4 separate regions of the Mus musculus genome follow, and regions 1, 3 and 4 are each linked to region 2. Evidence: chromatin contacts called from public ChIA-PET, Micro-C and promoter capture Hi-C data. All regions are on one chromosome and are shown on one strand. Each heading gives the region's core, a stretch centred on a gene start, on an enhancer-like site or on the middle of the called end of the contact. The rest is flanking DNA. Distances are from core to core; before and after follow the strand shown.

The links. Promoter capture Hi-C pulls out the DNA fragments that hold promoters and counts their contacts. Hi-C and Micro-C count contacts between places; a contact is called where the count stands out from the background. ChIA-PET counts read pairs in DNA pulled down with a chosen protein or histone mark.
Region 1: a promoter capture Hi-C map of pre-B cells shows a contact between it and region 2, with 5 times the contacts expected there. The contact joins the enhancer-like site here to the promoter of Ascc3 in region 2. A contact is called at or near these places in 3 of 39 promoter capture datasets (the C10 cell line and pre-B cells), 3 of 115 datasets of contacts at active chromatin or transcription factors (bone marrow-derived dendritic cells, memory CD8 T cells and pro-B cells) and 1 of 9 other capture datasets (liver).
Region 3: a contact with region 2 is called in an RNA polymerase II ChIA-PET map of memory CD8 T cells, with 14 read pairs. The contact joins the promoter of Lilr4b here to the promoter of Ascc3 in region 2. A contact is called at or near these places in 2 of 115 datasets of contacts at active chromatin or transcription factors (bone marrow-derived macrophages and memory CD8 T cells) and 1 of 9 other capture datasets (macrophages).
Region 4: a Micro-C map of embryonic stem cells shows a contact between it and region 2, with 3 times the contacts expected there. The contact joins the promoter of Grik2 here to the promoter of Ascc3 in region 2. A contact is called at or near these places in 2 of 39 promoter capture datasets (embryonic stem cells and hippocampal neurons), 1 of 484 Hi-C or Micro-C datasets (embryonic stem cells) and 1 of 115 datasets of contacts at active chromatin or transcription factors (astrocytes).

The regions. Positions count from the first base shown.
Region 1 is chr10:51,452,644-51,459,664 of GRCm38.p6, reverse strand. No RefSeq gene overlaps it. Among named protein-coding and RNA genes, the nearest start is that of Lilr4b, 24 kb to the left of the region's middle. Within about 2 kb of position 5,119, at least 124 of the 459 cell types and tissues checked have an H3K27ac peak or open chromatin away from gene starts, as enhancers often do. A contact at or near this core is called in bone marrow-derived dendritic cells, memory CD8 T cells, pre-B cells and 1 more, where this site is marked.
Region 2 is chr10:50,587,185-50,594,138 of GRCm38.p6, reverse strand. It overlaps Ascc3 (activating signal cointegrator 1 complex subunit 3), which reads right to left and starts at 1,470. Exons shown (of 42, transcript NM_198007.2): 1 at 1,242-1,470.
Region 3 is chr10:51,476,710-51,483,831 of GRCm38.p6, reverse strand. It overlaps Lilr4b (leukocyte immunoglobulin-like receptor, subfamily B, member 4B), which reads right to left and starts at 3,220. Exons shown (of 9, transcript NM_008147.2): 1 at 3,079-3,220; 2 at 2,891-2,926; 3 at 2,408-2,692; 4 at 1,963-2,265; 5 at 928-963; 6 at 1-70. The coding sequence starts at 3,112.
Region 4 is chr10:49,784,253-49,791,150 of GRCm38.p6, reverse strand. Grik2 (glutamate receptor, ionotropic, kainate 2 (beta 2)) reads left to right here and starts at 2,397. Exons shown (of 17, transcript NM_001111268.3): 1 at 2,397-2,523.

The DNA.
Region 1 (7,021 bases), core at 3,870-6,369, 860 kb before region 2:
GACACACAAAGACAATATTTTTCCCCTGGATTCTTGATATCCACTGTTATTTTCTACCCAGGTTTCTGTGCATAATTCCAGCTCTATCATGCATTCTTAGATATTATGTTGAAAAGCATAATATATAAGAGACATGGCTCACTTACCCATCACACATCAGGTCCTTTCCTGGGATCCTGTGTCAGTTGTGATATCATTCAAATTAAATGCTAGGTATTTCTCACCTGAGACCAGGAGCTCTATGTGATCACTTGGTACTGACCACAGATGGAAGCTACTCAAGTAACAGCCAAAGCATGTGAACCTCAATCTCTCATTGATGGTCACCAGACCCAATGTCAAGGGAGATCAGAATGACCCAGTGTATTTATTCTGTATACATGTAGCCTTGAAGAGCTTCTCTTCTTCCTTCATGCACATGAGCCTGTTATATACCTGTTGTGAGCTCCTATGAAGGGTCACATGCCCTCCTGATGTCACCATAGACCAGGAAGTGGCTGACAGGGTGATGTTGTTGGGACAAACACTTAGAAGATAAAAGGAAACCCGCTAAATGGAATCATACAGTAATCATTGACACCCCCCTCCTTGGTATTTGAAAAGGAGACACAACCATGAACATACTCCTTTTCTCAAGAAAGTTCCTTGCTTGGGGAAGTCTCTTCTCCCCTCTCACTGCTAGCTCCAGTGTGTCACTGTGGTATGACCATCCAGCAGAATTGTAACAGTAACAGTGATATTGCCTTGCATTATGCTTTTCTATGCATACAATTGTGAATTTGGCCTTGTTACCAGGATGCTTTGGAGTGTGTATCCCAGGATTCTTTCTTTTTAATATTTATTTATTTATTTATTTATTTATTTATTTATTTATTTACTTATTGTTTTACTTACTTCACTTCACTTCACTGCCGCACTCTCAGTGACTCCCTTCGACAGGGAGAGATCCTCACAGAGACCTGAAGTGCCAGGGATTCCATCTTGATACAGGATATATATTTGGGTTTTCATAGCATTTTTATACAAAATTGTCACAGAGTTCCCTGAGAGGATCACAGAATCTAGCTCAGTCAACAAGGTGGGTTTCTGGGAGATCCATTCAAGGAAGTAAGTGACCCATCATTTTCCTGACTCTCCCAGGTTCCATTGTCACAATTCTGCCTTCATCCCCATTTATTGAAATATGTATTGTGTGCCAATTGGCTCAGGAGCCTCAGGTCCACAAACACAGCACACAACATGGTCTCCTCTGGGAACATGTGTCAGGTGCAGTGTTACTTCCAGAAACTCTCAGGCTCCCTCTCCTAAGACCAGAAATTCCAAGGGATCACTGATTTCTGACCACATCTGAGGATTACTAGTGTAATAGACCTAGGATCTGAATACCCACCATTGGGCAGAATTTATTGGACCAACGTGGGACCTGGACAGAATCATCCCAGTATATAGTTAGTGTGAGCCCATGTATTTGTAGATTTTCTGATCACTATTCCTTAAAATGACCAATTAAATCTCTAATTTGAGGTATATGAGATGGTCACAGACACTCCTAATTTCACAACAGTATTTTTCAAGACCAAAAAAAGTGAGTTTTTCATAGACACCTAGGGAAAAAAAAACATATGGAGTATTAGATCCTCATAAATAGTCAACATTGTTCCCCCACGGTTGACTTGTAATAAGAGATAAGGTAAGATCAGTGGTTACATGAGAGTAACATCTCGATCTAAGGCTCCAGAGAACACACTACAGGTAACCCCTAGCTTCAGGGTATCACAGGGTTTCACTACCAGGTGAAAATGTAACATTAATATAGCTCTGACTTCCATTGTGCAACAGATGGGATGATGAACTTTGCCTTATTTTTGTGGTCCATTTGGGCCTGTCCCAGGGTTCTGGGCTTCCCTCTCTATGTAGCACATATGTTTAGGTTTTGTGTTTTCCCTCACACTCCACACTCGATGGTCACAGGGCTCCCTGAAGTCATTATGGAACCTGGATGAGCCCAAAATTTGGGTTTGTTAAAGGTCTCTGCAAAAATGTAGATGAACATGAGGTGTGTGTTAGGATGGCTGCTCAAAGAGGGTTACCATAGAAAATGCCTGTTCATAGCCTTGATACCATTTCTCTATTGAGATATTCATCTTCTGTTAAACTTACAGCTTTTAAAAAGTGAATATTGAGTTTTATTCCTTCTCTATAAAATTTGTTGAATATGCCTTAGAAAAGAAAGAAAGAAAATGACAGTTATGCTATTCTACAATGACAGGAGGACCTATAAAGTCTCCATGTTTCCCTGCAATATTAGGTTACATTGTTAAAATATCAATGCTAATTTCTATACTGCATGTCCAGCAGTATCACATACCCTGTGACACTGGGTTCAGTAGCCCTCAATCACCCACCACACATCGTGTCCTTCCCTGGGATCCTGTGTCAGTTGTAATACCATTCAAATAAAATGCTAGGGTTTCTTTACCTGAAACCAAGAACTCTAGCTTGCTACTTGCCTCTGAGCACACCTGGGTGATACTTGAGTAATATCCACCTCTGGTTGAGGATCACAGAACCCACTGTGAACATGGTCTGGAATATCCCAGTGTATTTATTCTGGGAGAGATCAGTTTGGAGAACTTTTCATAGTCCTCCATTAGAATGAACCTGTCGTTTACCTCTTGTGATGCACACTGAAGACTCACATTTACCCCTGAGGTAACAACAGTGTGACTTTTGGGGGGGGGGGTAAACTCCAAAAAAAAAAAAAAAAAGGGAAACAAGCCAGTTAAGTAGACTTATCTGGGAAGCATTGTTCCACTCTTCTCAGATTTAAGGAAGGGAGTCAGTAGTAAACACATTCCTTCACTCAAGAAGATCCACAGTATGGGAATGGTTTTCTCACCTGCCACCACCAGGACCATGCTATCACTTTTTTTCTTCTGATGTGGTAAAGTAGCATATACAGGAACACAATATCGACCTACATTGTGACACTGAATAGAGGACATAGACTATGTGGCCTTATTCTCAGTTTCTAGAATGGTTGCTGGTATCAGATAATGTGGACTTCCTTCTTTATGGAGATGGTATTTTGTGACTTGTAAGATCCCTGTACAGAAGATGGTTATCTGGTTCCCTATGCTTACACATTGCTCGGCACCCCCATGAATGTGGGTTTAAATGAAGCCTCTGAAAAGAAATCAGCATGTAGATATGAGGACATCACCCTCAGACACCAGCTTCCTGGCTCAAGACTTGTTTTGCATCCCAAACGACAGGGGTAAACCTCGATTCTTACTGAGTATGTACAATGTGCAACACCTGGGAAGACACTCACCTACCAGCACAGGGTTCCTGGGGTCCAGAATCAGTCCTGCAAGAGAGTTATCCATGAGTGTTTGCACTAACGTCTGGGTAGGTCCTCCATGTACAAATTGTTTCCCAGCTGCTGAAACACCCTGATAGCCTAAGGCATGGTTGTAAAGTGGCTTTCCTCTCAGGAAATAATTCTCCTTCCCAACCTTCACACCTCACCAAGATACAGCATGGCTATGAGAATGGGGGTCATGCCATCATCCACTTGCCACAAATGTGCTGATAATTTGTTTTCTTGCCAAATCGACAGACACAAAGTATATGATCTAAACAGTCTGTGTTCTTCTTTGTGTCATCTGCTTGTGGTACTATCAGCCACTGGGGAAGGGGAACTGATCTTGTGGGAACCACACCCTTGTTCCCCTGTTCTACTTTTTTTAGTTTCTTAGTTCTGGTTTTTGGTTTCTGAGATGGAGTCTGTTGAATCTCATGCAGACCTCAAATTTATCATCCTTCTTACTGCCTTCTGCTGGCATTACAATTCCAAATCTGGCTGTGGTCTCTTCATGCAGACAGTTTCCACTGTATGCATCTACATCTGTTTGAATGGACTCAGTCACTATGGACTTAATGTAAAAAACAAACAAACAAACAAACAAACAAAACAAAACAAAAACCAAAAACAAAAATACTGGTGAAACTGGTGTCATTCTGAGCCAGCACTTTCATCTGAGGGGGCTCAGAATTGGTTGTTCCTCACAGAGCTTCTTCTTGGTTCTCCTTTAACCAGACCACACTAATGACCAGTTGGCATCCTGACTCTTGAGATGCTTAGGGAATGTTGGATGTACAAATCCTTGGTATACATGAACAATGCCTACTCACCCAAGATGAGACACCAGTGACAGAAAAAAAGATAAGACTCCACACAAATCCAGTTAATGAACCAATGAGTTACATTTGTTCTCCTTAGAAGTGTGTGGTCAATGTTTGGTTTTTTTTTTTGTTTGTTTGTTTGTTTTGTTTTGTTTTGTGGTTTGAGACAGAGACCCACTCTGTGGCTCTTGTTCTACTGGAAGTCATCATGTAGGTCTGACTGATTTGAACTCATAGAGATCTACCAACCAGCCAAGGGTTGAGGTAACAGTGTAATTGAATGGTTTTATCACTGCATAAAAGTGTTGTCATGCATTATTTAAAAAGCTATAGTTGTGCTGGGAGAACATTTGCCCCAAGAACCTCTAAAGCATGAAGGAATAATGATGGGACCTGTCTTCTGTAGGTAGGTCACATCTCTGTAATCACAGCTACTTGCTGTGTCACAGAATGCTAGAGGAGCTAAAGGGTGCAGAAAGGGAAAACTACACTGTGGTCAGTGAGGTTGGTACCAACATAGTTCAGTTAGAATGCATCAGGATATCAGGGAGCTACATTAGTAACATAGGCAGGTAATATTAGTATATATGTGATATCCTTGCTTTAGGGGTGACCTTAAATTCCCCTCCTTTATACACAGCCACTCAGGAAATCCAGATTTCATCATATGAATAGTAAGTCAAACCTTTGTATAGAACTATTTCTGGGTAATTGTAAACAATCATCTATTCATGCTAGATATGGAGCTGATGACAGAGCAAAGTTAGAATAACACCAACAATCAAATAGGTGAAGCATGGAGTTTTATGGCATTATCTAGACAAATGGGGATTAGTCATAGTTTACAGGAACAAAAATCACCTAATGAGAGCTGACTCACCACATTCAACCTCAGAATAGGTGACAGCTCATAAAAAACAGGAAACATCGTTTACAGTGAGAAACCTATATGTAGTTCAAGAGGTCATGTACAGTGAGAAACCTGTATGTAGTTCAAGAGGTTGAAGAGCTTAATTTCCAGGGAGCACAGCTGCCAGGGGACTGCAATGGGAACACTTTAGGACAAAAGTTTTAGAATTTAATGTCAGAAGTAAGAGAGGAAATAAGACCTACAGAGAACCACATTTTTCCTGGATTGACCAGAAAGTGAATAAGACCATTACAAGACAGAAAGGCCCAGGAGAAGGAGGTTGGGGGAAAGGTTCACAAGACCTAGTTGATTCACTGAAGGAAGCTTAGGCCTCCCCCAGCATGGATCATTCATTGCTTGCTCTTTTCATTGTTTTCTGACTTCCTCATTACTAGAAGAGTCAGCCCTCCCCCTTAACACTCTGCATCTAAGACTCACCACTTCTTCTTTCTCAACATTTCTATTCTGAACAAAGTTCCTCATCTGACACTGCAGATTCTCTCTCAATGTTTCAGGCACTCATGCTCCCTGGAGGAATGCCATTAGTCAAACTACTTGTATCCCTGGGGCTTGTGTTTTGTCAGGTTATATGGTCAGTTTTGGAGAAGGCACCATAAGGTACTGAGAAGAAGGTATATTCTTTTGTTTTAGGGTGAAATGTTCTTTAGACATCTGTTAAATCTATTTGATTCCTAACTTGCATTAGTTTCTCTGTGTCTCTGTTTAGTTTCGGTTTCCATGATCAGTGAGGTGTTAAAGTTCCCCACTATTATTGTGTGGGGTAAAATGTGTGCTTTGATCTTTAGCAAGTTTTCCTTTACACATGTGGGTGCCCTTGCACTTATGGCATAGATGTTCAGAATTGAGAGTTCATTGTGGTAGATTTTTTCTTTGATAAGTATGAAGAGTACTTCTCAATTTTTTTGATAGCTTTTGGTTGGAAGTCAATTTTATTTGATATTATAATGGCTACTCTATCTTTTTTCTTGGGACCATTTGCTTGGAAAATTTTTCTAGCCTTTCACTGTGAGGTAGTGCTTGACCTTGTTACTGAGTTGCATTTCCTGTATGTAGCAAAATGATGGGGCTTGTTTATGTGTCTAGTCTGTTATTCTATGTCTTTTTATTGTGAAATTGTGCCCATTGATGATAAGAGATACTAAGGAAAAGTAATTGTTGCTTCCTGTTACTTTTGTTGTTGGAGTTGGAATTTTGTTCATTTGGCTATCTTCTTTATGTTTATTGAAAATTACTTTCTTGCTTTTTTCTGAGCTTAGTTTCCCTCTTTGTGTTGGAGTTTTATCTTTATTATCCTTTGAAGGGCTGCATTTGTGGAAAGATATTGTGTAAATTTGGTTTTGTCATGAAATACCTTGGTTTCACCATCTATGGTAATTTGCTGGGTATAGTAGCCTGGGCTGGGATTTGTGTTCTCTTAGGGTCTGTATGACATCTGCCCAAGATCTCCTAGCTTTCATAGTCTCTGGTGCGACATCTGGTGTAATTCTGATAGGTCTGTCTTTATATGTTACTTGTCTTTTTCCCCTTACTGCTTTTAATATTCTTCCTTTCTTTTGTGTATTTGCTGTTTTGATTATTATGTGATGGGAGAATTTTTTTTTCTGGTCCAATCTATTTGGTGTTCTGTAGACTTCTTGTATGTTCATGGGCATCTCTTTCTTTAGTTTGGTGAAGTTTTCTTCTATAATTTTGTTGAAGATATTTACTAGCCTTTTAAGTTGGAAATCTTCCTTCTCATCTATACCTATTATCCTTAGGTTTGGTCTCATTGTGTCCTGGATTTCCTGGATGTTTTGGGTCAGGATCTTTTTGCATTCCACATTTTCTTTGATTATTGTGTCAATATTTTCTAAGGTATTTTTTGCACCTGAGATTGATTCTTCTATCTCTTGTATTCTGTTG
Region 2 (6,954 bases), core at 221-2,720:
ATCCCTTCTAAAAGAGTGTTTGCTAGTTAACTATACAAAGTTCTGTGAGAACAGGGACTTTCTATGTCCTACACCTCCCACAGTGCTAGGGAATGAATGAAGAGTGAACAAATGAATGAATTAATGAATGAACCAAGTTTTTTAGAAAAAATTATTCAACAAGGATCAAGAAAACTAAGTCTTGCAAAATTAATTCACTCATGTAAATAACACTAAGCTACACTTAACTGACATCTCTATGAATATTTTAATGCAACACAGTATTATCTTTGTGGATGGCTTACTTATGCAGTGGGTTTCATAGAATAAAGTAATCCTTTTTTTTTTTTAGGTTTTTTTTTTTTTTTTTTTTTGAGGCAGTGTAGCCCTGGCTGTCCTAGACCAGGCTGGCCTCGAACTCAGAAATCCGCCTGCCTCTGCCTCCCAAGTGCTGGGATTAAAGGCGTGCGCCATCACGCCCGGCGCAACACCAGTATTATAATCGTCATGACGTGAAAAACTAAATACAAAACATGAGCTAGAGCACGTCCAGCCTAGACTCAGAAGCGGAATTTGAGAACAATCAAACTCAGAAAACAAACGTTTCAGCTTATGAATCTGAAAAGGGGGTAGATATAGTTGACTGTTCTAATTTTTATCCAGGAACAACAACAACAACAACAACAACAACAACAACAAAAACCACACCACAGGTAGCAATTAGACTGCACTTGTGATGCATATCAAACTCAGTAGACTGAACTTCTTTCTTTTAAAGGTAAAGGAAATTACAGCATCCTACCAAGAACCACTTCATCTACCCCCTTAGCATAGACACTTCTTTATTTAAAAAAAAAAAAAAATACATTCTAGAGTCCTCCGATTGTTAAATTCACCCACTGCCCTGAACTCCAGGACCCAAAGCACTCGCTCCTCTGTGTTGTGGGGGAAACCCAACCCAACAGATGTAGGCGAAGAACGACGTTGCTAGGAATGTGTAATATAAATAAGGGGAGAGGGAGGAGAAAAACAGGTTAAGCCTAGAACAGAAAATTTTTCATCTTGTGGCCATTCTGTCCTTACACGTGGGCAATCGCGCTGGAGTTTTCACCCCAACCCCCACCTACAAACTTAGGTGAGCCGGGACGCCCAGCCGAGGGATGACAGCTCGGTCCACCCGCGCTCTTCCGGACTCTGAGACCAGCCCCGCCCCGCCGCACACTCGGGCTCCGCCACCCGCGCCCTCCCTCTCCCTAGCTCACCTCAGCCCCGCCGCCACGCGCGCCTCCGGCCTCCTGGAGGTTTGCTTCCTCTTCTCACTCCGGCGGAGCGGAGCGGAGGGCTGCGCCCCGACCTCCTCCGCAGCACACGCGGGCCGGCGGGGGTCGCTCGCTGTCACGCCTTAGCGCGCGAGGGCTGCCCAGCTGGCACTGACCCACAAACCCACACACCCGCGCCGAGCGACGGAGGGGCGGGGCGGGCGCCGGCCATACGTCACCGACCGCGACGCCAACGTCGCCACGTCAGCACCCGGCCGCCCTCGGCCCCGCCCATGCGGGGGTTGGCGTCGGGTGGCGTACACGCTAGCAAGTTTCAGCTCAGTTTTAGTGGTCCGACTCTTGGTTCCCTCCGGCCGACTCCCTAATCCCCGCTTGGTTCTGATAATGGCACCGAGTAATTAATTCCTATTGAAGGCAGAAACCAGTGAGTCACAGTCCCGTGGTTACTAGATGGTTCCGCCCACCTGCTCTAGGCTCAAGTTTCGATTTCCCTGAGTTTCATTATTCTCCACTTTGTACTTCTGAAGTTGTTTCTGACCTTCGAAACAAAACATCTGACGATAGCCTGGTGCGACTGGCAAATTTAGAAAAGCTAGCCTAAAAAAACTGCATTGTTGTTAAGTTTGAACTGATGAGCGAGGATACAGATGTGGTATGCATTGTCATCCTACCCTTTCAGCCCATTCTTCCCGAGACAGTTGTCCTAAAACTCACCAGAACCCTGTTTTATAGAAGCAGCATTGGTTGAATAATAAACATAACTTGCCAAACCCACTGGAAGTTCTGTATACCAGACTGAGGTAAGAAGACCTCAATAGCGATAGAAGCATTTCAGAAATTAAAATGAGATAACGCAGATGAAAAGAATCATGAAGTATTAATGAAACTTGGTAAGATTCACTAAGAGGAAAAGTTACTGGACTGTCAGCAATATGAAAGACCCATCTGGTGATAAAGGTTTGTCTGGTATGACCTGAACTTTATGAGGAAAACAAACAAAAACCCTTCACATTCTGAGAGTCCCTTCTAATACAATCCAAGGAACTAAATGCACTGTAGAAGCAATATATGACCATCACAGTCTCTACATTTCTCTAAGTTCCCAGTCTCTACATTTTCTAAGTAGATGCTGAATGCTTACATAATAGGGATTTGGGGGGAGGGAGACGCATTTTAGGAGAATTACTGGCTGGTTTTGCTAAAAGTTAGTCCAGTCGCATGTAGCCTTTCAAGCGTTTACAGTCTAACTCATTTTATCACCAAACTACAACTGGTGATCCCAAAGACTCTTGGTCTCACTAGAGAAAGAATTCTAGGAGAGATACAGAAGAGACTTAAGCAAAAGCAAATTCATTATAGTAAAAAAGCAGAGGCAGATATTCCCAAGTGGGAAGGCCACCTGAGAATCCAAGCAGAGGTGATGTGAGTGGCATAGAAATATTTTGCTAATCTGAGATACATAATTGTGGAATTTTCAGAAACAGAGAGAGCATTTCCATGAAGCAGGCAGGGAAGGAAGAGGGGTTTGATCAAACATAGAATTATAGTACCAAGATTGCAATTTTGGAACAGCATGTATGTTAAAAACCGCAACTATAAATAAGATGCTAATTAATTTCCAGCTGAACTTTTGGGTCTCAGAGTCTCTGCAGCATGCAGATATTACTTGTATAGAGTACAACTGAAAGTAATATCATCCTGGCACTCAATCGAGCTAGATGAAGCCATCACTGTTGGGTTAGATTTATGTTTTATTTTTCACTCTCTCCTCTACCAGTAAATGAGACAAGATAAATAAGTAAAAAAGAAAAATGAAAGGAGTCTACATAGATAGTTTAGATTATACCCAACAGAGTTCCAGAGGATCAAAAAGATGAAAATTGAAAATGTACTACCTGACTCTCCTGTGCTATGCTCAAGCCACTAGCCAGATTTGGCTCTACAAAATAGAAATCTGACTTATTGGAATTAAGGTTTTCAAAATATATGCCATATTTTGAAAACTTAACGGGAAGGTGATTGTAAGCTATCAACTTTTTATTTATTTTAGATAAGCCTTTGTACATTGAGCCAAATGAAATGTAATTATTTCAGCCCTTACTTTTAAAATGTATATCTATAAACTTTAAAATGGTGCAGGTGACTTAAATTATACTTCTACATAGTACCAGAGTGGAAGGAAATAACTTCACTAGTTTCTTAAGAAATACCTTTGAACTCCTTTATTTTCTCAGGGATGTTTTTCAAATGTTTACTAAAAGACAATCTACTAAAGATGGCTCCTAGTTTGGAGAAAGAAGAATGTCTAGAAAGTTTTTTAACAAAGCTAAAAGCAAATGCAATCTGATAAATAGCAACCCTCCTGCCTATACTGAGAGGTTATTTCAGTATTTTTGTTATTTTCCATTTATCTTTGTGTGTTTGTGATATGTATGTGTGGGCACATTTGTGTGTGTGTGTGTGTGTGTGTGTGCGCGCGTAAGTCTTGTTGATACCTGAAACATTTTCTTCAGGACCTTTAAGTCTTTTCTTATGAAAGGAGCTGATAAAACTATGGGAAAATGTTTAGATACATTAGTCCAGCCACTAATCTTCAAACAGTAATATTTGTGCTTACATGAAGGCTAAGCAAAGTCTGTTAAACTTTTAAGCTTCTTCCTTGTACATCTTGCTACTTTCACAATGACAGCCAGGTTTTTATGACTTAATCCTTGATATACCTCAAGAGAAAGGTAAGATGTAACTGTAGTCTCCCAGGCTTACTGCCTCAGTTTGCTAACCTAGGCCTAGTCCTGGAAGCTTCTATTCTCTGTACAATCTAATCTAGGCCTAGAATGTTTTCAGCCTCTGAGACTTACTACTGAATAAATGCTCACCCTTTCTAGTTCTTTCTGAATACTGGCTGGCTGATTCAATTCAACTATTCTGGCTCAAACTCCTCTCCACGCTGACTGATTCAATTTAGTTTCCAGCCTGGCACTCAATCCATCAAGATGAAGCTGGGTTTCTCACTGAATTGCTCTGCTTGGCATCAAACTCACTCTAGCAATCTGTTCTAATCTTCTGGCTCGTTCTCATTCTCTGCCTCTGTTTTCACCTGTGTCTCACTTGTTCTCTCTATAACCTGTGTCTGTAAAATGTCCAGGTAAGACTGCCTCTGCACTCCACCAAATGCACTGCCACAAACTCAACTCCACTGCACTGACTCTCAACTGACTCCCAGATCACTGAATCAACTGAACTAACTGACTAGAACTCAGAGATCTGCATACTTCTGTCTCCTGAGTGTTAGGATTAAGGGTGTGTACCACCATGCCTAGACATAAGCTTTTCTTTACCTGAAACTTGCTCTACATTAGGTTGGACATGAAGTCAGACATCTGCTTGCCTCTGTCTCCAGGGATTGAAGGAGTGATGTATTCCAACTGGTTCACACAGACCTAGAAGGTCTTTGGATGTGATCCCCAAGCCAGAGCAACCATGTATCTGGATTAAAACTCCTCTACACCATCATTTCTTAAATCCAATTACAAGGCTGAGAAGAGAACAGAGCCACTGGAGTGAAAATTTGCCAAAGACTGAAAATTCATGAAAGTGGCTCTGAATTACTAATGGTAAAGCTTGAACATTGGGCTCAGGGGAAAGTACAGGTAAGCAGAGAATTTCAAAGATATAGAGTTACCTCTATGAATAATATGCCCTGCCATTCAGAAATTCACCATAACTCTTGGTGCCCAGAGTTTCTGGAGGGAATTCATCATATATACCTGATTGACATATTAGTGTAATACATCATGAGTTTGTACACTTAAAAATTCTAAATGGTTATGAAGAAGTTGATTTATTTGATAGGAGATTGACATTTCAAAGGAGTCATGGTGTTGCTTTGAGCTAGTAAATTTTCCAACACTGTAAAAACTAGAAAAACAATTTAAAAGGAAGAAAGGATTGTTTTGAATCCCAGTTTCAAATGATCTAGTTAAAGTTTGGCTGTGTCCATCAGTTTGGTGTTTTGATTATTATATGACAGAAGGAATTTCTTTTCTGGTCCAGTCAATTTGGAGTTCTGTAGGCTTCCTGTATGTTCATGGGCATCTCTTTCTTTAGGTTAGGGAAGTTTTCTTCCATAATTTTGTTGAAGATATTTACTGGCCCATTGAGTTGAGAATCTTTGCTCTCTTCTATACCTATTATCCTTAGGTTTGGTCTTCTCATTGTGTCCTGGATTTCCTGGAAGTTTTGGGTTAGGAGATTTTTGCTTTTTGCATTTTCTTTGACTGTTGTGTCAATGTTTTTTATGGTATCTCATGCATCTGAAATTCTCTCTTCTATCTTTTGTATTCTGTTGGTGATGCTTACATCTATGACTCCTGATTTCTTTCCTAGGTTTTCTATCTCCAGGGTTGACCCCCTTTGTGATTTCTTTATTGTTTATACTTCCATTTTTAGATCCTGGATGGATTTATTCAATTCCTTCACCTGTTTGGTTGTGTTTTCCTGCAATTCTTTAAGGGATTTTTGTGTTTCCTTTTTAAGGGCTTCTAGCTGTTTACCTGTGTTCTCCTGTATTTCTTTAAGGTAGTTATTTATGTCCTTCTTAAACTCTCCTACCACCATCATAAGAAGTGATCTTAGAACTGAATCTTGCTTTTCCAGTGTGATTGTGTTTCCAGGACTTGCTATGGTGGGAAAACTGGGTTCTGATGATGCCAAGTAACCTTGGTTTCTATTGCTTATGTTCTTTCACTTGACTCCTGCCATCTGATTTTCTCTAGTGCTACCTGCTCTTGCTATATCTGACTGGAGACTGTCCTTCCTGTGATTCTGGTTATGCCAGAACTCCTCAGAGTGCAGGTATCTCTGTGATCCTATGATTCTGGGACCCTCTGATCCTGATATCCTGGGTGTCTCAGAGCTCCTGGGAGTCAAGCTACCTTTGAGACCCTGAGATTCTGGTGTGACCAAGCTCCTGGAATCCTGGGATCCTGTGGTCCTGGGCCCGTTATAGCACCTGGGAGTGGAGCATTTTCTGGGTGTTGTGGGACTGGCTGTGGAGTTCACGCCCAAGGTCTGCTTAGGACACCTGCTCAGACTGAAAGAACCTGTGCCACTGGTCTGGTGGAGTTCCTGGGTGCCTGGGTCCTACTGGTCCCAGTTACTCGTGGTGTTGTGTCCTCCTCACCTCTGATCTTATGATCCTCCACTTTTCAAATAGTTATTGATGCTTATAATCCAGCACTCTTGAGGCACAGGCAGGAAGATCATGAGTTCTAGGTCACCCTGGAGTCACATAATATCAAAAGGCATAATAAAAAAGACCCTGTTTTAAACCAAAGGAGTAGGCATGTAACTCAATGGTAGAGTGCTTGCCCAATATACATAAGAACATTGGTTCAATCTCCAGTACCACAGAAAAGTATAGTTATAATAGAAAATAAAATTTGTATTTTCAAGGAAACAGACTACATAGAAATACCTTATCTCAAAACAATGGAGGGTGTTTCCATAGCAGACTATAAGTCGAAATGACAGTGAATAAAAATATGTCAAACTAAGTAATGACAATTCATTAGTTTTGCATGTTAGGCTATACAAGTACCAAATGCCCTGGAAATAGTGAAACTATCTAGGAGCTTTAAGGTTGTCTATAAGTTTGAAATTTCTTTACATAAGAATGTTGAGGAGACATCCTTTT
Region 3 (7,122 bases), core at 1,971-4,470, 890 kb before region 2:
AGCAGGAGGAAGAAAAGCAGGAGGAATGACACCAGGACTCCAATCAAAATCTTCTGGTATGTTTCCAGTCCTTAGGAACAGTTGACATCAGGCATGACAGAAAGATATTGTTTACCTAGCACCTATTTTATGCTTGGCTCATTCATGGCCTCCAATGTCACAATCATTCAATGTGTAATTGTATGGTTTACCCAGTCAGTTATAGGTGAGAATATTAAAGCTCACAGAGACAAGTTCATTTGGCCCAGGTCATTTAGAATGAATATAAAAAGCCAGATGAGATGCTGAACTTAGTAGCCTCTGAACCAGTTTGAACTTAGTATTTGACTTCCAGACTTGTCCTCACTACATACAGTTCATAAGCTATTTGAGCATAAAAGTAGGTGACTGTCTAGCATTGGCTCTGAGTCTGCGGCAGTATACCCTGTACCCTGTGTCACCATCCTTGTGGCAAAGGAGATATGGTCATTTCAGAACTGGAACTCGATGGATGGGCCTCCTTCCTCACCTAGGATATCACCCCCAAGGAAAGCACTGGAAGTAAATTGAAGGTATTGGCAAACTTGTTCCTTTACACTAGCAGACATCAAGAAAAATACTCAGAAAAAGTCAGTTTTCTTCCTGTCTGAATATCAAAAGAACACCTTTATCTACCATTATTATTCAACAAAATTTGTTCAGGGAGATGGAGCCTAGGAAGAAAGTTTATCAGAAATTTCAGGAAGCCAAGCCATTAGAACATCTTGAAAAGGAGGACCTGAACTTTAGGTAGAAAGAGATACTGAGTTCTAAGCAATGTAAGGAACAAAGCATCTAAGTCGCAAATAAGTCCAGATCTCCTACTCTCTCAACTTCAGAGAAGGATTCACCAATTCATAATGATCTCAAATATTGTTATACCCACCTGCTAGAAGAGCCCGCACTTACCATCTTCAGTGGGTGTACAGGACTGTTCCTTGGTTTCTGCCAGAGGTTGATGGAGAGATGAACATTAGAGTTCACAACACTTTACTATGTCCTGTTTCTTTCTATCTCAATCTGGACACTAATTTCAAAAGGATATGACCCTGTTGCAGACAAGGTTTTGTGACTCCGAGTTCTTGGATCTCTTTGAAGATCACAGCTCATCCCATCAATCCTATACAAAGTATATCATTGAACATTTGGAAAGGAGAGAGACTATGAGGGACTCAGAACTGCCACACTGAATCTGGGCAACACGTGTGCTAAAAGTCTCCAGTGTCCAGTTATTAACATGAGCCTGGGCACATGATTTTAGGAAATAAAAACAAGAGGAAAATAGGCAGTGTCTGCCACTGAAGATGGTTCTCACTAGATTTTTGCTAACTTGATACAAGCTAGAAAAATCTGGAAAGAGGCAGCTGCAATAGAGAAAATACATCTATGTCTATGGAAATATTTTCCTGATTTATTGATCTACAAGATCCCAGACCACTCTGGTTTATTCTAATCCTAAATGGATTAGACCTTGATGGTGTAAGAAAGCAATACTGCAAGCCACTATCAAGTAAACTTGTGAGCAGTGCTCCTTTAAGATCCCTACTTCAATTCTTGCTTGCATGCCTACATTTCATTACCTTCTTGATGCTCCATGCAAAGTTAGATGAAATCAATCCTTTTCTCACTAAGTTACTTTATTTATATCATGGTGTTTTTACAACAAAAATAGGAATATAACTAGTACAGAGACATTATCTGATCACTTCATCAACTGTGTGTCTCTCTCAAAGGTCTCTGCTAAATTACAATGAGTCAAGGAAAAAGGCATTTGGACCAGGGGATTCTGACTGCAACTCCTGTATCAAGGGGTGAATGTCTTTTGAACTGAACAGTATTTTTAACCACAGTGCTCCCTCCCTCTTATTCTAAGCCATAGATCATCTTAGGAAAAAGACCCAAGTGACCCAACACACTAAGTGATTATGGGTGGAAGGTGCTTACCTGAGATCATGAGGTCTAGGGAGTTACTTGGTTTTGACCACACCTGTGGTTCATTTCTAAAGAAGCCATAGCATCTGAATGTTCCATTGTGGTTGGGAGCAACAGCATCCAGAACAAAAGTAGCATGGGTTGGCTGATTGGCCTGATGCTGTGAGTCCAGGGTCCACGAGAGGCCATGCTTTCCTTCCTGTATCAGAATGAATCTGCCAAATAGTGTGGATGAGCTGCACTTAAAGGATATGGAAACTCCAGAGGTCACATTAGAGCTGGGATAGACTGACAGGCTGGGATTTTCATATGCTCCTAGAATACAAGGGGCAGTGTGTGAAATGAACATGAGTTACCCACATTGTCCTCCAGGATTGGACTCTGAGAGAAGAGCTCCTGGAAAATAGACCTCCTTCTGAGGAGAGAGCCTGTACATGGTTCCCTGATGTCCTCTCACCTGTCATCACCAGCTCCATGGCATCACTGTGCTCTGAGAAGCCAGCAGCACTCTTATAGTAACAGTTATATATGCCTGCATATGAGGCTGTCATAAATCGAATTTTGAACTTGGTCTTATTCCTGTTTTCCAGAGGGACTTCAGTGTCCCAAGGATTTACACTTTTCTCTTTATCCAGATAATAATACTGGGCCTCCCAGGAACCCCAACACCAGATAATCACAGATGTATACGCAGCGATCACAGAGCCTGGCTCAGCCCAGATGATGGGTTTTGGGAGGTGTCCTGTGAAGAAATCAAAAGCCCAGAACATCTTCCTTCAGACACTAGATCTTAGCACAGAACACACCCATGGAACAAGACATTAGCCCATAAATGTCAATCCCCCATCACCATTTTGAGGAATTTACACACTAGAAAGTAGATTAGAGGTTGTATCATCAGAGTGAAGAATCAAATTCTGGGATGGCTGGAGACACTCACCTGCCTGTACTGCAGTCCTGGGTTCCAGAATAAGAGCTGGAAAAAAAAAAAACAAAACCTTTTTCTCAAAGCTTTTTCACATTGAGAACCAGAGGGCATCCCCTAGGATGTCCATGTGAAATTAAACCTGGCTGTCGAATAGGTTCCCTTACAAACACAAGCATCCACTCCCCCTCATTATACCTCACCAAGGTATAGCAGCACTGTGAGCATGGCGATCATGGTGAGTCCAGGCAATGTTCGTAGCTGTTCTCTTGGGCCAGTCTGACAAATGTCTGTCCTGTAACATCAGATATGCAGTTGTCATCTTGAGGGCAGGTCCTTCCTGTCATGGGTTTTCTACATCATAGCTATTATGAGAAGGGAAACCTCTGTAATTTCCTAAGAGCAGATGACTGCGTAAACACTCATATCTCTCAAGTTCCTTCAGAGAAAAGCCACATCCTTTAGGACACATATCCTGGGGTTAAACACCTTTATATTTTAAACATTTATTTTACTTTTCACTCTCCCTTATCACATTCTCTGTCTTTCTCACTATTTCTCTCTCTCTCTCTCTCCCTCTCTCCCCCTCTCTCTCTCTCTCTCTCTCTCTCTCTCTCTCTCTCTCTCTCTCTCTCTCTCTCTGTGTGTATGTATGTGTGTGTGTGTGTATGTGTGTGTGTGTGTTATGTGTGCTATTCCACACTGCAACTCTGACATCCTGATTCTTCACAGAGGAGTTTTACTCACAGACTCAGTTTCTGTTCCATTCCTCAGCAGAAAAAGAGATAGTATGACACATGTGATATCTGGGATTGTAGTGCAGAGTAATGTGAAAACAAAGTAAAAGTGACTATATATTTTAAGTCTTATTTTACATTTTTATGCTGCTGGTTGGAGTTTTCTGCACACAGAGGAGGAGAATGTTTCCAAAAACATAAAAATGGCAAGAAGGTATATAATTAAGAGGATAAATATTTTGTCAAAGAAAGTTTTTATATACTCACAAATTAGTAATTGACACGTGATGAGTTTTTCTGTTCATGAGTATGTATATATGTGTATATGTGTATGAATTTGATATGATGATTATATGAAGCTAATGAAGTCAATAAGAACCCTAACAAACAAAATAATAGTATATGTAAAATATTTAGAATTATGATAGAAGACAATGAAAACCTAAAACACATTAAAACTGAGTCTGTCGTTTTGGCATAAAGATGGTAATGCCTGAAATAAGTGAAACAAAAAAAAATCTCAATAATAAAATATCTTTATTCCTAAAACATGTCTTCCGGATAAGTATTTGAAAAGTTGATGGAAAAAAAGGACTTCTGCAGAGAAAATCTTTTGTGTGGACCCTAAAGATGCCAAACACTTAGAAGAAGGAAAAATATGACAGATGTGAGGGCTGTGATCTGATGAAGGAATTGCACTGAGACGATAAAGTTTCACTCCTCAGGAAGAACTCTCTTCAGAGATGTATTGTTCAATGTGGCACATGTTATGTACAGTAACACCTATATAGCAATTAAGTGTTGAATTCACAAATCTAATGTTTTGCATATGTGTTGAGAGATATATCATCTTGAATTATTCCTTACACAATGTATATCTGTAATATACCTATTTTGTATCCCAGAAAATATTATTCCTGTTGTAACTTAAAAAACAAGTGAAATGTATAAATAATTTCAAAATATATGAATAGATAACAAAAGCATAGAGCAACACAAGGCCTAGAATAAATGAATCCTTGGAGAGATATTTTGTTGAATCCACTGACTGCATGTCTACCATATGATCAGTTAGTATGGGTGTGCTCCAGTGGATAAGTGTAGACAATAAATTCTCATTGTCTCTTTTCTCTTATCCATAAAAGGATTAATAAAACATCTAATTCCAAAAGTGTAACATGGGTGGGAGGACAAAAGTGTAAACTGAGACAGCAGGAAATATAGAATGAATTTCATCTTCAGTCATAGATGTCAATAGAGTAAATGTTTACACATGAGCTCCAGGGTAAACTCCCAGACAGAAATGAGCATTGTATCTGAGAGAGAAGCACAATATTTTAGTCCTGCACCGAGTACTGCTCTTGGCCCCACATGCCTTAACGTTGGGTCTTACCAATGGCTGTGCTAGCCACACACACCAAAACTTGCCATCATGATGCCCACAGGATAGAAATTTACTTATAGTACTTTTAGCTCCAAATTGAGAAGAACCAAATATTCTCTAGTAAAATCTAGAAACCATGAGCATTTCTTCCATCTATACCTTCCATCTTCCCTTGGAGGAAACCTACCAATACAGCCCTTTTTCTTTTTCAGTCATGTGGAATAGCCTGTCCACATTACCTACAGCAGAGGCCTCAGAAAGGTATCTGGGACACACAGCTTTCTTTTTCCATTTTGCCTATGCCTCTTTAGCTTCTTCTTTCTACCATAAAGACACATTCATTCATGCCTACCAACAAGCTTGCAGAGATGACCTTCTTAAGGGTCTATTGTAACAAACATTCTTCAAACTATGGTGCACTGTTTTACTAAAGGTAGTGTTAAATGTTTGCTGTTTAGGTTGGTTTTGCTAACTTTTCACAGCTGTAGGGCTGTATATTTTATCTAATATTTCTGCACCAAAAGTTCAGGCCCTGTTGCTGTGATGCATGGTCTCCATTATGCATCTGAAGTAAAGTGTAGGCATTGGATGGAGTGGCTGCCTTGGGTCCATTTCTCACTGGGTCCATGTTCCCCCACCCTGAAGACATCTGCTCACCACCTGTTCTTGCTGCCACCTGCAACCTGCTCAGCTCTGTCCCTACCAGAAGGTTTGTTTGTTAGTTTGTTTGTTTGTTTTTCTTTTTCATCAGTAGGACAGATTGGGAAGACCCAGCTAGAACTGCGACATAAGACATATGCCAATGGTTTGCACAGGAGCTGAAGGGATGCCAAACACCTGGGAAAACAACCTGAGATCAGGGACCTTCAGGGGAGCTAAGGTTCTTGTCAGTAATTTCCAACCACACTGAAAAGGTCTCTTTGGCTGCTACAACTCTATGTTTTGAGCATGTGGGTACAAGCATCCCACAAATCTGAGCATGTGCTATCCCGACTACCCTGTTACGTTAAGTTTTACACAATAGAATTTTTAAACAAATATGCTTTTTTTTTCTAAAATATCTTGTATTAAATTTTTCTTTTGGAATTAGCTGTGTATTTTGTCAAAATCTGGTTGAGGGAAGCCTTTTAAATGAGGGGATTAACTGGCATTTTTCTAAATTAAAAAATAGGTGAAGCATTTACACAAGGCCTGTTGTTCAGATGACATCATCTCCTTTTTACCTCTCCTTACTCAGTTACTGTGCTTCATTGGCTTGTTGTACTCACTCTTCTCTTCCACATTCATTGACCCTTATCACTTTCCATTTAAGAAATAAATGAGCAGCTCACTGTGGTAAAGTCGCAAAAAGTGGAGCAAAGTATAAATATTCTCTACTTTATATAAATATCTGCTGTTAGAGGCAAATGGGAATAATGAGAAATTAACACACAAATTAGTCTAAGGTTAGCATGAGTCTCAAGAACAAACTGTGAGAGAAGGAAAGTCTGAGATGTAGAATGGGTCATGAGTTGTAATGTGGTTACAAATGTGAAAGGAATTCTGGGCCAGATAGTTGTAGTTTATTGACTCATTTAGAAGGAACAACTACTTCATGAGGTAGAGATGATCATCCTAGAGTATCATGAACACACAAGGACTTGAAATTCATTTCCTTAAACGTATCATGAATAATGAAGATGCCATGGAGGAAGATATTTTGGAGGTGGTATGGTAAATGTATTTGATAGTAAATATGATTAATTATGTTATATAAACTTAAACATTACCTCATCTTGATTATAGCCCCTGTGTTTATAGAGATATTTCCATTCCTTTATAGTAAATATAGTGAGGTCTCAATAAGACGCTAAGCACTTTAAAGAATGTGGTTTCCATTCAGTCTTCTGGAGTGAGATGATAAGAATTTTAATGTTTATCTTGGCATTTGAAAGTAAGTAAAGCCGGGCATGGTGGCGCATGCCTTTAATCCCAGCACTCTGGAGGCAGAGGCAGGTGGATTTCTGAGTTCGAGGCCAAAGTATGTTCCAGGACAACCAAGGCTATACAGAGGAACCCTGTCTTGAAAAACCAAAAAAAAAAAAAAAAAAAAAAAAAAAGGAAGTAAGTAAATACCTGTTAATTTC
Region 4 (6,898 bases), core at 1,148-3,647, 800 kb after region 2:
ATCTTTAAATAAATTATAAGACATATCTCTGTAGCAGTTGAGAGGGCTTGGAAGGGTTAAATAAAAACACACACTATAATGCCCTTTTGCCAGTCTCCATTTTGATTGCATACTTTGGGTTTGTACCACTCTTCTCTCAGCTCTTTCCCCCTTTCCCCCTTTCCTTGGTAGGCCCTGTTATAGTTGTATAGTTCTTTATAAGTGTGTGAAGTTTGTCTTGGAAAAGAAATCCATAACTAGATCCTTAAGACAAACATACACTAAAAGAGATTTTCCTTAAGCTTTCTCTCCCCAGATACAATATGGGCCAGAGTCCAGCAGCAGGGGAAGGTTGATCCTGGCATCTTAAAGCACAATAAGTAAGACCTTCCCTGCGCCACACTCTCAGAATCACCATAAAGCAGCTGGATGCCGTCACCTAGGGATTTCCATGGCATCTACTGGCAGGTGTTTTGTCTCTCTCGCTGAAAAGGGGTGTGTGATATTAAGATGACATGGAGAGTGTCCTTGGCTAGTAGACAAGTTGTCTTCATTACTCTCATCAGGCAATAAGGCTGAATAGAGCAATTTTTCCTGAGCCTGGCCAGAACTGCACTGTTCTTGGAGGGCCTATTAGGCTGCAGGTCACAGCAGCTGGAGCCCAGGCGCCTGGAGCTGGTCACGCGTCTGTGCTGTCCCGTCCAGGATGCACAATACAGTCATTGACTATTTATTCTCTTCGTACAACAAGGCCGCTGTTGCCTTAATTACAGGAACCTTCTAGCCATTCCTGAGATCTATAAACCACAAACGGACACTCCATGCCACTAACTCATCTCTTCTTAACTTAAGCCCATGTCTCCCAGAGACAGCTAAGCACAGTAAATGTGTGGTGTATGTGTGATACGGTGTAGAGAGCCTAGGATGGTGAACAACGTAGTAAATAGTGAGGATTTGGCTAGGACTGAGTCAGATGTTAGCCCAGAATGTGTGGCATACCGAGACAGGTTCAGGAAAGTTTTTACTCTTCTGGGATAGCAATGGCTGCAGGTAAAACAAAACAAACAAACAAACAAAATACAGCAAAAGAACAAACGCTTCTCTGCGGCCTGTTGGTCTGCTGTAGGGTGAACAGGAGCCTCTGCTTCCAGCCCTTCAGAATTAGACTGGAGTGCTCCTGGGACTGCAGTTGCCTCTAGGCTCCACTGAGCTTAGGAATTCCACCTGGCCTGCTTCCTATTACAATCCCTTTGAAATTTGTCTCCTGGGCTGGTCTGCCAAGCCTGTTCAAGCTTGGCCTCTCTTAAACCTCCTCGAGAATAGTAGCTCACCAATGTACTCTGGGGGGAACTGCTAAGTCTCCACTCTAGTTAATATTGCAGGGCTGAGGATAAAGTAGCAAAGGTATTGAATACATGTTGACTTTTCTGACCCAGAGGAGAGCAAATCCGGGATTGTTTGCAGAAGCTAATCGCTCCTCCAGAGAAGCCTGAGGAGTCTGGTGTGCTCTCTGCCTCCTGTCCCCACCCCTGACTCCAGGAAGCAACCCTTGGGAAGACCCTAGGACTTAGGCACCCTCCTCCTCCCACTTCTCCTTAAAAACATCTTTCAATATCTCATATTTAAGTACTTCTATATGCTCATTTTCCCAACCATGACAGCTAGGACTCCAGGTTCTGTGCTTGCCAGGCCTCAAATTCCCTCAGAGTTCAGGGACCTAGCTTGAAGAACAAAATCAGATATAAAGGGGCTAGACCTGTGCTGAGATTTCCTGCCAGCTTCTTGATGTTGAAAGTCCATTTCTTTTGCTACTGGACACCAGGAGAGACCAAAACCCATCTAGCTTGAGAAGCAGGATAGAAGTAGAAGATGCAGAAACCAAGATGATCCTCACCAACCTGAATGGGAAATGCAGTAGTTGAACCAAAAGGGTCACTTTGGAGACAACCAGCTGCTCCCCAGATGCTGGCAACATAGAAGTCTCGTTGCCATGGTTTCAGGAGCAGCAAAAAAGCAGCCACCCAGAAGCAGAAGCTATGAGTCCTTATACTCAGTGTAGCTTCTCAGAGCAGGCAAAATCAATCCTTGTCCCTTTTGCCTTACCCACTGTCATTCAGAGCATCTCTGTCCCTGTTCCCCTATGCCTGGATGTGGATGTGCTTGCTTGCAGGAGACGAAATCAGGGCCGAGGGTTCCGGAAGCACTAGGTGGTCAGTACCCGGAATTCTCTCCCTGGAGTTCTTGAAATAAAGAGTGCACCGTGCTCTTGGGTGGGCCTGGGTGCCCTGGAGCTAGTAACAGCAGCGGGGAAAGAAGCGCGGCGCCTTTAAAGCAAGAGGAGAGGAACCCCCGCCAGGAGGCGTGTCTGTCTCCAGCGCCACCGCTGCGGCTCCGCGGTCTCGGTCTCCGCCGCCGTCACTTGCGCTCTCGCTGGCGGCTGCGTGGCCGAGGCTGGGAGCCCGGGACTTCCCGCTGAACCGCCTCCTGCCGCAGCTCTGAGAGGACTACCCCAGTCCCTACCCTCCCTCTTCACCCTAGCCGCAGGTAAGCACTCGCCAGCGGTGGACCCTCCCTGGAGCTCAATCCCAGGGCGTTCGCTGTGGGTCCGGAGGCACTGCGGACCCGCGAGGAGCACTAGCCGCGGACAGGAAAGGAAGAGGGGAACCGCTGCCCGGCTGAGTTCGTGCGCTCCAGGCACCTGCTGGATGCAGCCGCTTGGAGGGCTTTGTCTCACTTGCTGCAGCCAGTGCCCCGCAAGGATGAAAGTGGCTCATTTGGCTCCTGGCTGGTGTTCTCCACGTAAAATATTTGAATAAGTCGATCTGTCAGATGTGTACTCAGCTACCGGGACTCAACGCTCAAGGCGAAGAGACGCAGGAAAGCTGTGTATCTTTGTGCCATAACAACTCCTCATCCCTCTTTCGTCCACCAGTCCCACTATCTCCCTGATTCATAACTCTGGGGTGAGAAAGTTGAGATTATTTTAATACTGAGGACAGTATTAAAAGCTTCAGGAAGAAAAAAAAAAAAAAACTCTCAGGGCATCCCACAGGGGTAAGGACTAACTGCATCACTGAGGTGGATCATAAAGATTCAGAACTTTTAACCAACCACATTTCCTCATATTTTTATCTTCTGGAGTATTGGAAGGGTGTGTGTGTGTGTGTGTGTGTGTGTGTGTGTGTGTGTAGCAGTAGTAGCAGAGAGAGAGAGAGAGAGAGAGAGAGAGAGAGAGAGAGAGAGAGAGAGAGAGAATCAAACAGGACTAATGCTTCTAAGATGATTTTGGATTTGGGGGTTGGAGGATATTAGAAACTACCCTCTGGTAACGAAACGAACAGATTACCGTTTAACATTTCTTCATCTTCATACTGTAAGTATCTCTCATCAAAATTACCTTATGGATTAATTTTTTTCATCTCACAAGAATATGACTAATTCATTTAAATAAGTCTGCAGTTTACTTGCTGGAAGATGTGCAATTGCGTTTTAATTTGGTCTTGTTTTACTTCCTTACTTTATAACTTTGCAGAATAGACTCCTGCAATAATCAAGTAAGCTTATGAACTCTCAATGTCCTTAGAAACTTAGGCGTTAAAGAATTGAAATGCACAGGGGAAGAAAAGACAGAAAATGACTAAATAGTAAAACATCTATTTTTTTTTAAATTTAAATCCACTGAAGATTGCACATGCTGAATTTTTTAAAAGGAGCTTTACCGACACAAATCTCTTTGGTTCAATTTCTTAATTAAGATACATTTTTAGCATCTAAATAGTAATTAAAATTAAAAATATCATTAGCCACCAACGTAGCAGAATGTTAATACCACAGTTGGTAATGTGTTTAGAATCCCAAGGAATAACAGAAATCATGGATGCGTATGCAACAGTGTGGTTTCAACTGATCTCTGTCTTGGACTTCATTCTGTTTCCCCTTTAATGTCATGATTGAGTAGGCTGTTTTTTTAGCTAAGCTTCAACACAATAGGCCACTTGCATGGAATAACACCTTAGGTGTTACTATACAGTGAGGTTTCTTAAATGTCCCATAACAGCAGAACAACAGTGAGAGGGTCAGCAGAAGCCTCTCACTTGTGTGAGAAAATCTAAATGCACTGAATATTTTCTGTGGAAGAACCATTGAGATGGTTTTAAAATTTAGATTATTATAGAATACACATTTGCTGTCTCTAGCCAAAGTATAGGAATTGTCTTTTAAATGTTCTGCTATAAGGATTATTACACATTTGTTCATGCCCCAGCAGGTGGCAGCTAACTAGAATAAGATTCATTTTCACCCGGAGACTAGGAAACTAAAATTGCTTCTAAAGTAATAGTGCCCAAGAAGAAGAGGTCATTAGTGTCAGGTAATACAGAAGTGCAGTGAAAGATGGAGCTAATGTCTTTCGTCCTTCTCACTGTTGATGTTGTTGTAGGAACAAGCTTTGCATGGACACAATATACATTTCCCTTCTTTATTTTCATTGTAAGCTTGATAGTTCTTCGTATTAGCCTTCCCTGATACTTTAAGGCTTTATTCTAGACATAGCTTTTCTCTGTGTGAGCACACATGTGTGTTTGCCGTTTTTCATCTCTGCTTTGACCTTGGGACCCTCAGAGCTTTAGCTCTTAGCAATAAGGATTGCCATGTGGTTGAAATAACTGCAAAGCAAATGAAGGCATAGGACAAAGCATACATTTTAATGATCACTGAAAACCTAAATCAAGTTTTTTTTTTTAAATTTTCTATTAAAAAGTAAGCAAAGATAGAACTGATACAATTTTAAGATAATTAAATGTGATCAGTAAAATATAGATTAAGAACTATTAATCCTCAGAACTATGATGATAGTGCCAGTATTGAGGAGATACTTCCAATAACTTCAAAATATCCATATAGTAGTTATAGTATAGTAGCATCTTCTATAATGCTAGATCATTGTGTGTGTGTGTGTGTGTGTGTGTTTGAAAGGTAAATTTACTGAGTTGATGCTATTGATCTGAAGAGTGAAGCTTAATAGAAAGGACTATTAATTTGTTTTCCCTCTTAACAGATGGAAATCTGGAGGCGGGTGATTAAAAGTGATAACTAATAGTACATTTAAGAAATGTTTTAAGCCACTGAATATTGACAACATGCTTTAGCATCTTAAAATTTTTTCATGCTGATTTTTTTTGTAAGTGAAAATGAATCCTTTAGTCACCCTGAAGGGTCTCAAGTGAATGTCAGTGGCTTTTGTAGTAGTACTGACTGCAAAGAGATCACTGTTAGTATGTCTCAGATGTGTTAAACAACACATGACTCACATTGAAAGACACACAAAACACATTTCACAAAGCTGATCTCTTGACTGTGTGTTCTGCAACGATTCAAAGTACTTGACTCTGTAATAGAAATATGCACACTGTCACTTCAAATGGCATGCTATCCATTCATTTTATTATTTTCAATAACTGAGAATAAATTTGTCTGAAGTGCTGTCCAAGGTCCTGAAGAAAGGTTAGTCCCTGGTATCACAGGCGTTCCATTGGACAGGTGGAGTTGGTATCTGTTAAGTTAAAGCTTTTGAACTTAGTTAATGACTATAAATGAACCCAATTTAAGAGATGTGTAATGTTGGTTCTTTGGAGATAACTTAGTACTAAGGGAAATTTTATATTAGATCTTTGTAAAGTTTATTTTGCATGAATTTCATGAACCCTGGGCTTTTCTTTTACTTTCCTACTAGATAACCAACAATGATGCCACATAAGTACCTGGCAGTGCTAGTTGTAAGTAGGCTGATGAGAACTGCTATGGCAAATACTTTCATGTTAAAAAAATTCATGAAGAAGAAATTGTGGTGTGCTTACTGTGGCTCCATGAAATGCTAGCTACACTGCAAAAATTGCAGAAATTTGATTACAACAGAACATGCTCTTTTCAGATAGTAGATATCAATTATAGCAGGAAATGAAAGCAACCAAGAATATGTATTTTCCCCTGGCTGTCGTTATTATCTCTACTAGAGTGAAGAAGTAAAATGAACAAATAGAATGGGAAAAATGAGACAGCAAATACAAGACAGGATATGTTTGGCTTCAACATGTTTTATAAGTGATGTTTCAAACATGGACTGAAGGAGTCGCTAGATACCCTTGGTTTCAGCACTAGGTGTTCCTTTTAAAGTGCTCAAATAGTGGAATTGTTTGATGGGATTGCTTGCTGGACTGCAGAACTAGCTTTTCATGATACTTATTTTTGACATTGCAGTTATGCCTCCATCTTTTAGAAAAATCAATGTCTGTTAGTGCATTTGAAGGTGTATACATTTTCAATCAGCATTTTCTGATAATGTGTTAAGTAAATATATACAGTAAAAACCTTGCTATGATGAAATGAATACATTGCGGTGTCTTCTTACTATGTAGAGAAAATATAACCATAGTAATATAAGAACTTAAATAGTATTCATACCACTCTTTTAAAATTAGATAGTCTTCAATATGATGAACTTGTAAAATTTTATAAGATCTAACTTATGCTCTATTTGTTAATAATGAACAGATATTAATAGTAAAATACAAGTTCAACAGTTTGCCCTTTGCACTTCTTAATAAGGTTATACTGTCATCAGTGATGTAGTTACCCCTTTCCTCATTATCTCTTCCTACTATTGTAAATGGCAGTAGTGGACTTGGGGATAACCGTAATCCTTGGGCAGTATATTGCCTATTCAAAAAATTCATATTAAAAGAAATGTGCATTTCTATAATTTTCTATTGTATATATTGCTACTTGTGAGTCAAGAGAGGAAGTAAATTTAAAATTTTTCATCAGAAAACTAGCCAATGATGAGAATTTTTCTAGACAAAATTTTGATCTAATACTGCATTTTTAAGGAAAAAAAACTTTAAAAAGGAGAAAATGTGAGCTC